Linked DNA regions of Gossypium hirsutum: region 1 is linked to region 2. The links are chromatin contacts, called in public Hi-C maps. All regions are on one chromosome and are shown on one strand. Each heading gives the region's core, a stretch centred on a gene start, on an enhancer-like site or on the middle of the called end of the contact. The rest is flanking DNA. Distances are from core to core; before and after follow the strand shown.

Region 1 (6,842 bases), core at 4,058-6,557, 450 kb after region 2:
CAGATGTAAGCTTGGAGCTTTCACTTATTGACACTAACAAGAAATTATCACCGCTTTCGTCGGCCAAATTAGCACTAGCTACATCTTCCTCATTACTCTCAGCAGCCCTTTTATTTTGCAGTTTATAACAATCTGCTTTGACGTGACCTTAACTTCTTACAATAGCGATACCTTCTGTCTCGCATCTTTGATGTTATCAAAACAGAAGCTTGCTTATCTATCTTGCTATCCGAACCAAACTCATTGTTGAGTTTGTCTTTACTCAACAAATGACTCTTCATATCCTCGAACAAGAGTTTGTCTCTGTCATAAATCAGGGTTTTCCTAAAAAACTTGTATGAAAGGGGTAAAGAACACAATAATAGCATAACCTGATCTTCATCGTCAATCTGAACCTCAACGTTATTTAAATAATTTAAAAGGGTAATGAATTGACTGATGTGATCTCTAAGAAGCTCACATTCGTTCATGCGAAATGTAAATAAATGTTGTTTCAACACTAAACGGTTAGCCAGAGACTTAGCATAAAGAGTTTCTAACCTTTTCCATAAGGAAGATAAGGTCTTTTCCATCAATACCTCCTGCAATACCCTATTCACGAGGCACAACTGAATTGCAGACAATGCTTTTCATCAAGTTTTTCCCATTTTGACTAATCTAGATTCTCGAACTTTTTCCTGGTAACGACCTTTTTCAGCCCAGTCTGAATTAAAATTGCCATCATTTGAACTTGCCACTAATTGAAATTTGTGACACCATCAAACTTCTCAATGTCAAACCTTATTGTTGCCATCTCTGAACAGGCTGATCTACGAAAATTGAACTAACTCTAATTACTTGTTTGTTGCTCAATCGGGTTGATCGCCAACATATTTGATCAATTGAAAGGTGCAATTGTATTCTCCAAAATTGATTTGAGATATGGATATTATCAACTGAAAGTGAAAGCTAGTGATGTGCAGAAAACATCGTTTCGTACGTAGTATGGTCACAATTCCTAATCAATGTTTAAGAAATTCAACATTATAAAGATAATCAATCCTAATTTCTACAGGGATTTTTATTAATCAACTTTTAAAAATTATTAGTCAATCAAGATGCTAGGGATCTCATACAAAATCAATATCTCAAAATCATTCAATCAATAAAAAACTAAATATTGTATAAAAATCTTAAGCTATCAAAAAAAAAGCCACAATATTATGTTTTAGAGATTAATTAATGACGCTTGAAAAGAAAAGAATAATTATTACCAAATTAGAGAGACTTGCCTGAAAGTATTGAAATATTGATCACTAACCTTGTAAAAATTCTAGAGGGTGTGTGAGAGATTAAAAGAAATTTGAGACAAAATTGATGAATGTTAAAAAAAAGTGAGTGGAGAGAGATTAATTTATTTTTGTATAAAATAAAATTTTCAAAAATTTTGGTGGATTATTTTACAATTTTTTTGTGAGCTCAATTTACTAATTATATAAATTAAAAATATATATAAGCAATTTTTTTTTTGAACCAGTTGAGTTTACGATCACATATGTAGTTCCGCGATTGAGTCAGTACTTACAACCTTTCGTGTTCGTTTCCGTGGTTTAGTGAGTCCATCATGATATCATAGCGTTTAACTCAAAGTGAAAAAGGGATTTTAGTTTCAAGTATGGCAAATACAGTGAGCCTGGTGACTTACCTTGTGAGGTATATGATCTTAAACTTCTGCATAAGTAGTTGTAAACTTCATGGGAACATCATTCTTTCTTGTACTCTTGGAAGAGTCATTACTAATACAGAGTTCGGACATTAACGCTTTCATTTTCATGTTTTGCTAAGTGAGGATTGTTGTCTCTTTCAGATTTTAAGATGCTGTTGTTATTGAAGCTTTTTCATATTTTGTTAAAGAGTTCTTGAATGATGGAGGGCTTTGAAATTGTATTTGTGAGGCATTCAATTCATGTATAGTGTTATGCTTGGCGATGGAAAGGTGAATATTATGGTGGTTGTTTGGTAAGAAACCCTTTGGTTTGTGATGCTAGAGATGGAGTAGCTACTGTGACAACAGACAACATTATATGTAATTATAAAGAAGATTTTTGCTGAAGAGCCCAACATTCTTGGCAGCAAAGCAAGAACTCAACGACCATTATTGGACTGGGCTTGAGTGTTTTTTACATTGATAATCAATTCTCTATTTGGATTATGCATAAACCAGGATTTTTTTTTATAATTAAGGTTATTATGATTGAATATTGATTAAGAGCCTAACATTCTATATCACCACATGCTAAATGCAATTGGTTGTTGTCGGGTTATGCATGGTAGGCCTCATTCTCCTTCGGCCTTTTCTCTTCAAACTTTTAAAGCTTAACACAACTATACACTTTGGTGTTCAGTTTTTGCTTCGTTTCTTCCAACTAGCTGAAGTGTATGTATGTATGTATGTATGAGAAAGTAGGATGCAATTGATAGAAGGACTACACACAGCAACAAGTAATTAATTCAAAAGATGATTGCAGCTGCATGCATTGAAATGTTATATGTTCATGTCACTCTGCTGTCATTACAAAATGACCTGTTTATTTTTTCTGTTAACATGAACATTGGAAAACCCTTGGCCACCAACTATACCATCTGCAAGTAAAAAAAAAATTAAAAATAATCATAAAGTTGCAACTATTTAAGCCTCGTAAACTTTGCATTCCTCATCTGCTGGGTTTGCCTTGCAGTAATCCTCCAAGGGGTCACCGCTTCCAGCTACAGGCATGCCCGGCCACTTGCTTGCCACCAAGTGTGCCAGATCAACAACCCTTTGGCTGCATATCACATTGTAACAGTTATTAATCTACAAAATCAAATATAAACATTACCTACACTGATTTTAGATTGCTTGCTTAAAGCTCACCTGTAACCCCATTCATTGTCATACCAGGCCACCACCTTGACCATGTCATCTCCCATGACCATGGTCAAGGAAGAGTCAATGGTGGAAGAAACATCAGAGCACCTGAAGTCCACTGAGACAAGAGGAATATCGCACACTTCCAATACACCCTTCAATGGTCCCTCGGCTGCCTTTCTAAAAGCAGCATTCACATCTTCAGCTGTAATGCCCTTCTTCTCAACATTCACAACAAGGTCAACAACTGATACGTTTGGTGTCGGCACACGAAGTGCAATGCCATTCAGCTTTCCCTTGAGTTGAGGAAGCACAAGAGAGACAGCCTTGGCTGCACCTGTGCTTGTTGGTACAATGTTCAATGCTGCAGCCCTGGCTCTCCTCAAGTCACGGTGCGAAGCATCTAATAGCCTCTGGACCATCACCAACAAATAATTTTAGTTTTCTTCGTTGCTCAAGCAATTCAATTGGGTGTTTGTGTTTGGTTAATTATTATGATTACCTGGTCTCCAGTGTAAGAGTGAGTGGTTGTCATTGTACCCTTCACAATGCCTGCAAATCAGTTTTGGCAAAGTGAGAAAAGGATCATCCTCAAAATGTTCAAGCTTTGAAATGATACATAAAAATGAGAAATGCTTACCAAATTCTTCATCAATGACTTTCACAAAAGGAGCCAAGCAATTTGTGGTGCATGAAGCATTGCTGCAAGTACAAAATGGCAATCAAATTCTAAACCACTAGAACAGAAGGAATAAGGGGAATGATTTTCGTTACAGCTCTATTAGCACGCAACTCTTCATTCAAAACTGACCTGATGATGTTTGAGACTTCGTGGTCGTAATCCCCTTCGTTGACTCCAACAACATAGGTTGGAATGTCAGCACCTTTAGCTGGAGCAGTTATGATAACTTTCTTGGCACCAGCTTGTATGTGCTTTCCAGCTCCAGGGCCATCTACAAAGACTCCAGTTCCCTTTAAGGTGCATGTCAAATGATTCAGTTATAATTATTACTCTTTAGAGCAAGCTGAATAATAGATTGCAGGATCTGTTTAAGAGCACTTAAGGGCAAAGGACCTACCTCGATTACAATGTCGATACCAAGTTCAGCCCAAGGAAGCTTGAGAGGGTCCCTGTTAGAGACGACCTTGATGGGCTTCCCATCAACACTGATGGTTTCATTGTCAACTATTTTCACATCAGCTTTGAAAGTTCCCAGCATGGAGTCATATTTCAGCAAGTGTGAAGCCTGTGTTTATATTGTATACCGCAGTTAATGAATGAAACTAATCAAACCAAACCTCATAGGTTAGCTCTTATAAAGCATGACAAATGAAACTTAAGTTACTTACATTCTTGACACCACCACTGTCATTTACAACAACAACCTCGAGGGGTGAGTCCTTCCTGCCATGCCAGCATCTGAGGAAGTTCCTGCCAATGCGTCCAAATCCATTGATTGCAACCTTCAGTTTGGCAACTGTTTCTCCCCTAACAGATGCTGATGGTACACCTTCACTCTAAATTTCAAACAGTTTCAAGCCATCAACACTATCATATGCAACAGTAGTAAGACTAGCAGGACAATCTTATCTCTTAAAAAGTAAAGTTATTTTGGAAGAGTGCAGGAACCTTGGGAGTAAGTTGGGCAGCCAGCACGTCGAAAAAGGAAGTATCTCTAACATTCTTGGCAAAGGTGACGCATGAGCTGGATCGAAGTCCAGAGAATTCAGTCACTTCCAGTCTCTGCACAACAAAACCGAAATGAAAATAAAATCCTGAAGCAAATTAAAGAGCAACCAAAAGCAGAAGAAAGAGGGAGACCTTGGAAGAGCATTGAGTGGGGAAAGAGTGAGTGGTCTTAGATGGAAGCCTGGTGTTGGCAGGGATTCTTGAAGGAGCTAAAGCAGCTTTTGTTGCCATGGCTGATGGCTGTAATTAAAAACTAAAAGATCAACTCCCCTCCCCACTACTATTTATACACTTGAATTTGGTGTTTTGGTTAATATATCATTGGATATAAATTATGGTTGAAAGTGAATTAACGGAACGTGTGGTGAATATGGAGGGTGTGCAAGATATATGTGATAAGATTGTATGGGAGAACTGAAGCTCATAATTTGAGCCACAGCTCCATCCCTTGTTATTTCTCTCAAGTGCATTAGCAGTTTTGCACTGTGTTAAATGACCACAAAAAAAAAAAAAAATCTGCAAGTCGTCAAGAGAGAAAGGACTCAAGCTCAATGGAGCAGTGCCCAAGATGCGTACAAGCAATAATTTTATGGCTACGAGGAGATTATTTTGGATGGTGGTGAACATTTAGATGAAATTAAAATATCCATGTCATTGTACGTTCTTAGGATAAACTTATTTTGAGGCTAATAATAATGAAACCCCACATCGGAGACAGAGAGAGGGGTATTCTATTTCCAAACAAAAAGATTCGATTAAAATTTTCTTCCAAACATCAAATGCAGGATATTTATTTTAAGTAAAGATTGTTCCAAGTATTAAATCAACATTACAAAGTAGGAAACTCCTCAAATGCTGCTCTGTAAAACTTGTCGCAAACCTTGAGCATCTTACCTTCATGTATGGCAAAAGTTTTTAAAGTATTCATGTTTTTAGCAACAATCACCACATATTAAAATGACAGAGTTACACTGTTTTGTCGAGAAAACAGGAAAATTACAACAAATTCCCTATTATTTCTTAATAACAGACTAGTTAAACCACCGTTCGTAAGGCAATTCATATGGCAGCTTCAATTTCATCAGAGTTTACAGCAACTCCGTTCGGGGCATCTTCAGATCGAAGCTGACCAGAAACATCATCAATGGCAGCGTTTAGCTGAGCAATCTTCTCGGTCAGTACCTTCCGAGTTTTCTACACAATAAAGGTCACTCATTATTCAGCTTTTAAACCCATAAACTTTTGACAACACATAAATGCTGGTCCATCAACTTCAAAGCACACACTACTCAGGCCATTCCAATATTTAGGGGACAATAATTCTGAACAGTGTAAGTGCTCACCTCCAAAGCTTTTTCTTCATCATATATGAATTTAGGCAGTCTCTTCATAAGGTCCTTACTATCAGCTACAGCTAGTGCCTTGCTGATCTATAGAAGGCAAACAGCATAAGAATCTAAGTAGTCGACAATCACCATCATATAAGTCATGAATAGTAAGTTGACATAGGAAAAATAATAGTCAAACATAAATAATTTCCAGAGTTTCGGCTGTATGTTTTAGACATCAAAAAGAAGGGGGGAGGGGTGAGTTAGACAATTATGAAACTATAGCTGTAGAGTGTAATCCATTGAAAATTATATGGGGGCATTTTAATTGGTCAAAATAACAAATATACATAAAGGAGAGCAAAGAGATAGTTTAGTATAATTTCTACAGCAATTTGCAATGGTAATATCACCTGAGGGGCAAATACACAACCAAGTGCACCAACCACGAGCCCTCCCAAAACAAAACCTCCAACAAAGGCATTAGCACTGCTTGACCTTTCGCCATCACTGTAAGAACATATGAAGCCGACAACTTGGGTAATAATACATGCTAATGTTCCCAACAGAACATATCAAAAAACACAAAAGAGAGAACAGAATATGCGTGTACACAAGCACACACACACAAACCTAAGCATATGGTTGCTAGTACTTCTTTAATTATCTCCCAGTTATAGGAATATTAACAGGTAATCATTCATTATTTGGCTCAAATTGTCTGGAAGATGATACCTGTACGAAGCTTGAACGGTGAGAGGCCTTCTAGAGGTAGAAATATGCAGTTTCCTCAAATGACTAGAATTGAATACCAAGTTGGTGGAGCTGGCACTCCCATGAGAGCCTAGCAAAAAAAATTGCGCAGGGAAGGTAAGGAAGGTAAGGAACAGCCTTTCAAAGCTTTCAAAACCAAATGGATGGTACACTTGTAAATGCA
Region 2 (7,756 bases), core at 1,990-4,489:
TCAAATGACTTTATGCAAATTAGTAAACAATTGGTATGATCCTTGACAGTAGGGCATTGCAACCTGTACTCTTTTGTATTTGCAGTTAATCACATCGATAAGCACGCAAAAAATTCATGTGTTGTATTTTCTAGTAATTTACTGATACCAGTATCAATAAAGGGTCAGTCTACTAAGATGTCTTATTAGTTCCTAGTTTTGTAGATTGTTTGAGCGGTTTCTCAAGATATCTTGGATTTTCTATTTTCTTCCTAAGCTATGGGGCGCAGTAAGAATTTAATAGTTAGTTACTTGGGGGGGGGGGACATTGGCTCCTTCTCAACAAAATTTCAGCTGCTTTTCTGCTTTCAAATACGTGAAAGTCTTAAGTTCTTTTTAAATTTGTTACTATGATTTTCACACGTTTGTGATTGGAAAACATGTTTGGTGTTTCATAATCCCTCCCTTCTTTAGTCTCTATGAGTTCCCCTGGATGTAAGACTGGACTTGCTTTTTGGTGGATCTAGGTACGAGTTCAATCAGATCCTGCTGGACGTGTGGTTATCACTGGCCAACCAGAGCAAGTTGACAATCCTTGGGGTATCACGCCCTTTAAGAAGGTATTTCTTTTAATTTCTAAGACGAGGAAATAAAAAAGCTTATAATAGCATCTCTAGACTATGCTTGAGAACATAGGTGAGAATATAGGAGGAATTAACCCTATATTTGATGGGCATCGATATTCTTAATTTTGTTCAGTTTCTTCCAAGTTTATTGTTGTATTCGAGATGAAAATGTTTTAGGAAGAAGCCTGCTGCTTTAATAGGGCGGTTTTTTGTTGTGGAAACAAGAGGGAAAAGAAGCAGAAAATAAAATTGGAGCAAAAGAAAGATACTTCGTGAGCTGATCCTGACCCTAATTTGGTGTGGTTTGTACAGGTAGTGAACTTACCATCGAGAATTGATCCGCTTCTGACAACTGCTGTTGTGAGCTTGCATGGTCGACTCTTTGTTCGTGTCCCTTTTGAGCAGGGATCAGCAGCTTGAACCTCATCGTGTTGTTTAGTTTAGATTGGTTGGCCACAGTCATTGTAGGATTAATGTAATTAGGAGTAAACTATGGTATTGTTGGATTAGTTGTAATTTTCCTTGTGCTTGATTTTATTCATCAACGCTGAACTAGTTGAAAAGCCCTTTGTGAAGGGAAGTTAAAAATCTCCTCAAAATCAAATGATAAAAGGAGAGCGGAGATTTGGTAAATTAATGCAAGTTAAAGACTTGTGCAAACAATGGTTTAGTTTGGTCAATTTCTGATTTTGGTCCCTTTACTGATTCAAATTTGGGATTTAGTCCTTATATTTTAGTTTGGAATCATTTGGGGTTTCTACTTTAAAAGTGTCATTAAGGCTGAAATACTGACGTTGACTTTTTTCTACCTTTTAAGCCGTCTCAACATTCTAGTTGAAAGAATTAATTAATGATATTATGATTAAATTTGAAGCACAAAAGTTACCTTTTAATATTAATCAACTAGATTAGAATCAACCGTACTGAGGCTTTCCTGATTTTGTTATCAGACACTAACAGCAACTGGATATTTATCGCTTGAAAATCAACCAATCAAACATAAGCTCTGTTGTTTTGTGGAAGTATGTTAACTTTATAATATTTACTTCATTTATTCGTTTTGTTTGATTATTAGTTATATAGATTGAGTACCAACACTTCCTTTAACTGGAGTCAAATCAAAATTGATTAATCGTTGTTAATTTGGAGTAAAAGGCCTTAACGTTCGGGTTGGACCTACAACATTCACCATATTTTCTGTTAATAATATTATTTTTTTCCCAACTCAACAGTATATATCAGTCACTGTCAGTGTGATGATAGAAATGGGGGAGTTTGGGTGGGTGGCTAGCATTTGTAAATGTATCATCATCATCATCATCATCATCATCATCATCATCATGTATGTAGTAAGTGTAACCCGAATATAGCTGCAGCACTGCGGTGTGAATGACACTTGACTTGGCCGCTTCAGGACCGCCTATTGACTGCTCCTGATGAATGATGTATGTAGCATACAAAATTGAAAGTCTCAACATGCTAACTGTTGTATTGTGTATGTGACAGTAAATTGAGTGTATCTGGGAGATGACTGCAGAATTTAGAGTAGCATGTAGCTCTTTCTCCATTGGAAGATACACCCATTAAGAATTAAGAAGCCAAAAAAAAAAAAAGAAAAAAACTTTCCTGTTTAAGAATGTTGTCAGAAAATTAAGAATATAAGCTGACAGATATGATATCCTAGTCTAGGTTTATGCTAGGCCAGGCAGCCAACAGATGTTATGGCCTCTGTGTCCACACACATCATTCTTATAAATTATTAGTACTATTTTTTTCATGCCGATGATTTTGTTGATTCTTGGTTTCTTTCACCTACAAAACGATTACCCTCTCTTCTTCTTCTTCTCGTTTCTTCTTTTGCATCATTCTAACATCTTTATGCACTGTTCTCCCCCCCCTTTTTATTTATTTCCTGGTGTGCTCATAGCATCTCTAATCCAAGCACTTGAATCGCGGGTTTGTTTGACTATTTTTGTTTCAAGTTAATCTGTATTCGCGGGGTTTTAGAGGAGATGATTGGGTCACAATGTTTGGGTTTTTTTTTCTTACAATATATTATTAAGGTTTTATTTGCAAAAAATATATACCTACCGGGTTCAATGAAAGAAAAACAATAATGCATAATTGTCGCAAGCAGCATCATCCTTTTTTCTGAGGGTCCCTTTCAATTTACTGACTTTACTTGGACAGCTCCTTCAGCTTTATCCATTTCCACCCCTACCGTACTCTTTATTAATAATAATATATATATGTACACTACAACACATGTATACTACTATTCAGGAACTAAATTGTCCATCTCACCACTTATTTATGTTATGAACACTCGGTAAATTATTATTATTAAAAAACAAAAAAGCTACACAAATTACCAATTAAAATGGGATTCTAAGTAGAGAATTGGAAAGCCAGGAGACTTCTTATTCCCATTTGTTACTGCGAGTGTGGTTGAAGAATAGTGAATTTCAAGTCAGACAAAATCAGTAGCAGTACTGCAAGAATTGTCTGTTTAATTATCGTGAGTAGAATGGATGTTTATTTAATAAAAATGTTGGAATTTTATGACTGAAAAATAAATATTAATTTTTTATGCTTTAAAATTTAATCCCATTTGATTTAATTTGGAGTTAGTAGAGTGAAAAGAAGAGCGAGATCAGTTACAAGAGGCGAGAGATAGAGAGACAGGCAACTGGATTAGCCATTGAAATAGGGGATAGTAGGTCCCGAGTCCCCACCCCAACCAAGCTGTCTTTGCTAATTGCCATTGCTTTGTTTCAGAACTCTCCAGCACTAAGCCTCTCCTCTCTTCCCTTTGCGCCTTTTCCTTCTTTTTTTTTTCTTTCTTTCTTTCTCCCCTTTATTGCTCTTCCTTGATGATGATGACCACTCTTCTATTTCTTCCTCCTCCATCTCTCAACAACAATGAACTGAGTTAATTTCTTATTATTTCCCTTCACCTTACTGAGTTTTCTTGAGGGGTCTTTGATCTTCTCCTTATTCTGGTATTACAATTTGATTCTTCACTCTGTTTGCTACCCATCAATCAATCCTCACCCACCTCCTGTTTTCTTCTTTTCCTTCCTTCTCTTTTCTTCCTGTCATACATAGTAAGCCGTTCCTCACTTTGTCAAGCCTTCACTTTTCTTTGCTTTGCTTTGCTTTTCTGTGTTCCTCACTGTCTCTGTGTATATAGCCCCAAAGTGCATGTTTCATCCAATCCCACCACTTTCCACTTCACCCCTCTTCTTGGCCCATCTAGGGTTTTCTGCCTTTTCTCCTTTATTCCATTAAATCCCATACGGTTCTGCGAATTTATCTTTCCTTCCAATTCTAGGGTTTTTCTAGGGTTTTATCATTCTTTTAAGGGAAAAAATTGTATCTTTAGTCTCTCTATTCTGGGGTTAACCTCATTCTTACTTGATTTGTCGATCACCTTCAATCAATCTTGGATCCTTTCCTTAGTATCCCTGGATTTGAATTGGGTCATCTGTGGTCATGGCGTTTCAGCAAATTCCGGGTCCGAGCTCGGGGTCGAGTTCGAGTTCTGGCTTCCAATACATGAATTCCCCTTTTGGAGATACCACATACACCAAGGTCTTTGTTGGGGGACTCGCTTGGGAAACTCAAAGCGAAACCATGCGCCGATATTTCGAGCAGTTTGGTGAAATCGTGGAAGCCGTTGTCATCACTGATAAGAACACCGGCCGTTCAAAAGGATATGGTTTTGTGAGTGTTAATGTTTTTTTTTTTAAATTTTTAAAGATTTCTTTGTCTTTGCTGCTGTTTGATGATGATAAGATGCTACTTTGCATTTGGCTGTCCATGTTATTATGTAAATAAAACTGGTACTAAATCAAGGGTGGCAGCAAGGCTTTGATGCTGAAGCAATGTGTAGTAAGTTAAAGGGGTTTTATTGACTTTAGAGTGACTTGGTTTCTTGTTGGGTTTGCATGGAGGGTGTAGGTAACTTTCCGGGATCCAGAGTCTGCTAGGAGAGCCTGTGCTGATCCGACCCCAATTATTGATGGCAGGCGTGCTAATTGTAATTTGGCTTCTCTAGGCCGTCCTCGACCTCCTGTTCCTTACGGTATCATCTCTAATCTGTCCGGTTAGTCTGATTAACACCATTATCGTTTTCAACATGTGACATTTTCTGTAACAATATTTGCTGCTATTCCAGCTCACTCGAAAAAAAATGCTATTCCCTTTTCTTCGATTTGAGGTATTTGTGTCTGACACATGGTTACAGGCATATGGCCTCCAAGATTCTCATCCTCTAAATAAATGAAAAAGCATAGAAAAAATCTATCCATAAACCCAGGTCCACTACACATCTGTATCGGACACTCACACCTGAGTCCGAGTAACATAGGTTTTGAATTTGGTTTCTGTTTGCGTTCTTACCACAGATGTTGAAAATGTCCTTTCATTTAAAACTGTCTTTCTTTGCCAAAAGTGTCTCTTCTTGTTTATAACTTTATATTGCCCAAATCTCTGCTTCTAGTAGAAATTTGTAGGGTGGTTTCATTTTGTTTCCATTCAACTCTTTCAAGCTGATGCTATTATACTTATAGTTGAACTAATTTTTCAATTTTTTTTTCAGTTAGTTCTGAATGTGCCCATTTCTGTTAAACTCGGTGATCAGGCTAATTATTTATTCCTTGTTGTCTTTCTAATAGGACGTTTGAGACCAGCTTCTCCATATATTGGAGGTGTGCCACGAGGGGCTTATGTTGGAAGTATTGGCTATCAGCCTCCACTTCCTTACAATTATCAACAAGGATTGATGTACCCTTCTTATGGGTGAGTTATGCTTCTGATTCAAGGGTTTCTAACTATTTTGGTTGCTCCAATCATGATTCAATTGAGCTTGGCTTGGTTGAACATCAAATTCTAGCATTTATCATTTATACTTATAATTATTCAAGTTTTGTTTTATTAAGTGCCTAAGAAATTTTATTTTAGATAGTATTTGGGAACTTAGATTTTAGAATTTTGATTTGGATTTCAAAAATATTGTATATTGAGAAGTAAAATATTTAGAAACGTAACATTCATAATTATTTCTCAAATCCATGGATTTGTTGGTTGCTATTTAGTAGCAAATTTGAAATTACTAAAATATTTTTGAATTTGACAAATTCATGTTTTTATACCAGTCAAATATATATTATATGGAATTCCGATTAAATTGTCCATAATACATGCATTTTGTTATTACCATTTACATAGTAAATAAACTTCAAATCCAAAATTTTGAATTCATGTTTCCAAATGGAGCATTAGGTTTCTTTTTGGGGATTTTGCCTACAATTGACTTTGATATAAGTGCTTGACAGACACCTTTTTATGAGTCTCTAAAGTCTAATGTGATAATTTCCTGGGATTTTCCGCTTGGAATTGAAAGGATTGGCACACAAAGTTTAGAATCAAGTATTTTTTCTTTTTTTGTCTCGGTAAACTCCATTGTAGATCTCTAGGCTACTTTGTGTTAAGCTTTTTCTTCATTTAAAATGTTGTAATGTATGGATTGAGACGTTTCCACACAAGCATAAACAGTAGGGCAGAAACATATATTCTTTCATTATTAATGAGGATAGGTTCTAGCCTTAGCATACATATGGTTGTGTGCTGTACATGCCTCATCAACCAGCAGTGTGGTTGGGTCATTACGGAAAGCTTGCTAATCAGAGTTCAATTGGGTACATCTCCTTTTGCAGCTACTTTCTCCTCTTTTAATTATTCTCCTTGCAGTTCAAACCGATCACAGCATGCAAAATTGGCCAAGGAGTTTTTAGTCTTTACCTTAGAATTCAGGATTAAATAGTCTAAAGTACAGTCATATGACATGGTGTGATTGGTAATTGCAGGAATGCAAAAGTGGTAGTTGCAGAGGATATGTGCCCGAGCTCAATGTTTATTGAACAGGCAAGATCATGATTGTGATTTGATAAGGATCAAAGGGAAAAAGAAATGTTGGGAGAAGGGGGGATGTGATTATTCTCATGGGCTGAGTAGTTAGGCTTATGATTTTACTGATGAAGTTTTTGGGTCTTGGTATGGGCTTCTTGGTAGTAGCACGCTGGTATTTCACTCGGAAAGCTTGGTTGTTCTGACGTGATACATAGTATCGTGTTTATGCCCTTGCTATAAATTCATTTACAGTATAAAATTTAATGCCTAACTCCTAATTAATGCTGACTGTTTTGAGATCTTTGATATATGTTTATCCGTGCAGGTATGCAACATATGGACCTGAATATGTCTATCCTCAGGTTGTTGGCATTTCAAAGTGGAATGTTGTGAAAAAATTGGAGCAAGTAATGCTTGTGTCCTGATGCTGATTTACTCTTGTTTCTCTGGACAGGGTGCTTACAACCCCTACGTGGCTCAGCAGTACCTTCAGATATATGGAGTTCCTGGAGCAGTTAATCCAGCTATTTATCCTTATGGGCAATTGGGTCAGACTGTTCCTAGTGGACATGGTTATACAGCTGTACAGGGATATGCAATGCCAAGCCATCAAATAGTGCAGTTTGGAGGAGCCGTTGCTAATGCAATCACAACTTCTCCAATGCCCACAATCCAAACACCATATCCTGGAGGTTAATATCAATATGAAAATCTTCTTTTTGTGCTTGCTTACATTACTGGCTTTGCATTTTTCTGCTAACTCTTTATGCCAATGATTACTACCCTCTTCAATATCTTGACATTACATCCTCATCTTTATATTTCATTGATCTAATTTAATTTTGCTAGGCATTCGAAGAAAATATCCATTAATGATTATTTGTGAACTGAAAATTATATAGAGAATGGACTCTTTGGTTAAGCTTAGAGAATTTGATGCGCAGGCCCAGTTGTTTTAAGTTTTTCAATGCAAAGAAGACCTTATCAGCTAGGTGTGTTTGTTTATTAGGTATAGCAGCATCTGTTCCAGCACAGCCACAATTTATTGTTACTACTCCTTCTCAGTTTATGCAAGGTAGTGGTTCTGACCAAACAACTGGGTGAGGAGTTGATCAAGGTAAGTATTCACATCTTGTGGCACGAAGTTCTTAGGTGTCATGCTGTGGAAGTAACTGTGACTGGTATCCTTTTTTCATTAATTCAGGTATCCTTAGATTGCAGCAGGACTAAGAGCAGCG

Evidence for each region. Hi-C and Micro-C count contacts between places; a contact is called where the count stands out from the background.
Region 1: a contact with region 2 is called in a Hi-C map of leaf, with 2.0 times the contacts expected there. The contact joins the promoter of LOC107917007 here to the promoter of LOC107917869 in region 2. A contact is called at or near these places in 3 of 34 Hi-C or Micro-C datasets (all in leaf).

The regions. Positions count from the first base shown.
Region 1 is chrA01:19,492,940-19,499,781 of Gossypium_hirsutum_v2.1, forward strand. LOC107917007 (glyceraldehyde-3-phosphate dehydrogenase B, chloroplastic) reads right to left here and starts at 5,308. Exons shown (of 9, transcript XM_016846395.2): 1 at 4,710-5,308; 2 at 4,518-4,631; 3 at 4,238-4,405; 4 at 3,967-4,134; 5 at 3,699-3,859; 6 at 3,528-3,589; 7 at 3,390-3,439; 8 at 2,894-3,300; 9 at 2,486-2,804. The coding sequence starts at 4,808. The coding sequence ends at 2,669. It overlaps LOC107916683, which reads right to left. Exons shown (of 5, transcript XM_016846017.2): 2 at 6,641-6,749; 3 at 6,319-6,415; 4 at 5,921-6,007; 5 at 5,447-5,771. The coding sequence ends at 5,637.
Region 2 is chrA01:19,041,637-19,049,392 of Gossypium_hirsutum_v2.1, forward strand. LOC107917869 (RNA-binding protein 24-B) reads left to right here and starts at 3,240. Exons shown (of 8, transcript XM_016847240.2): 1 at 3,240-4,331; 2 at 4,569-4,713; 3 at 5,285-5,408; 4 at 6,844-6,880; 5 at 6,973-7,210; 6 at 7,528-7,635; 7 at 7,723-7,756. The coding sequence starts at 4,101. The coding sequence ends at 7,622. LOC107917912 (AT-rich interactive domain-containing protein 5) reads left to right here. Exons shown (of 14, transcript XM_041114599.1): 13 at 507-599; 14 at 918-1,265. The coding sequence ends at 1,025.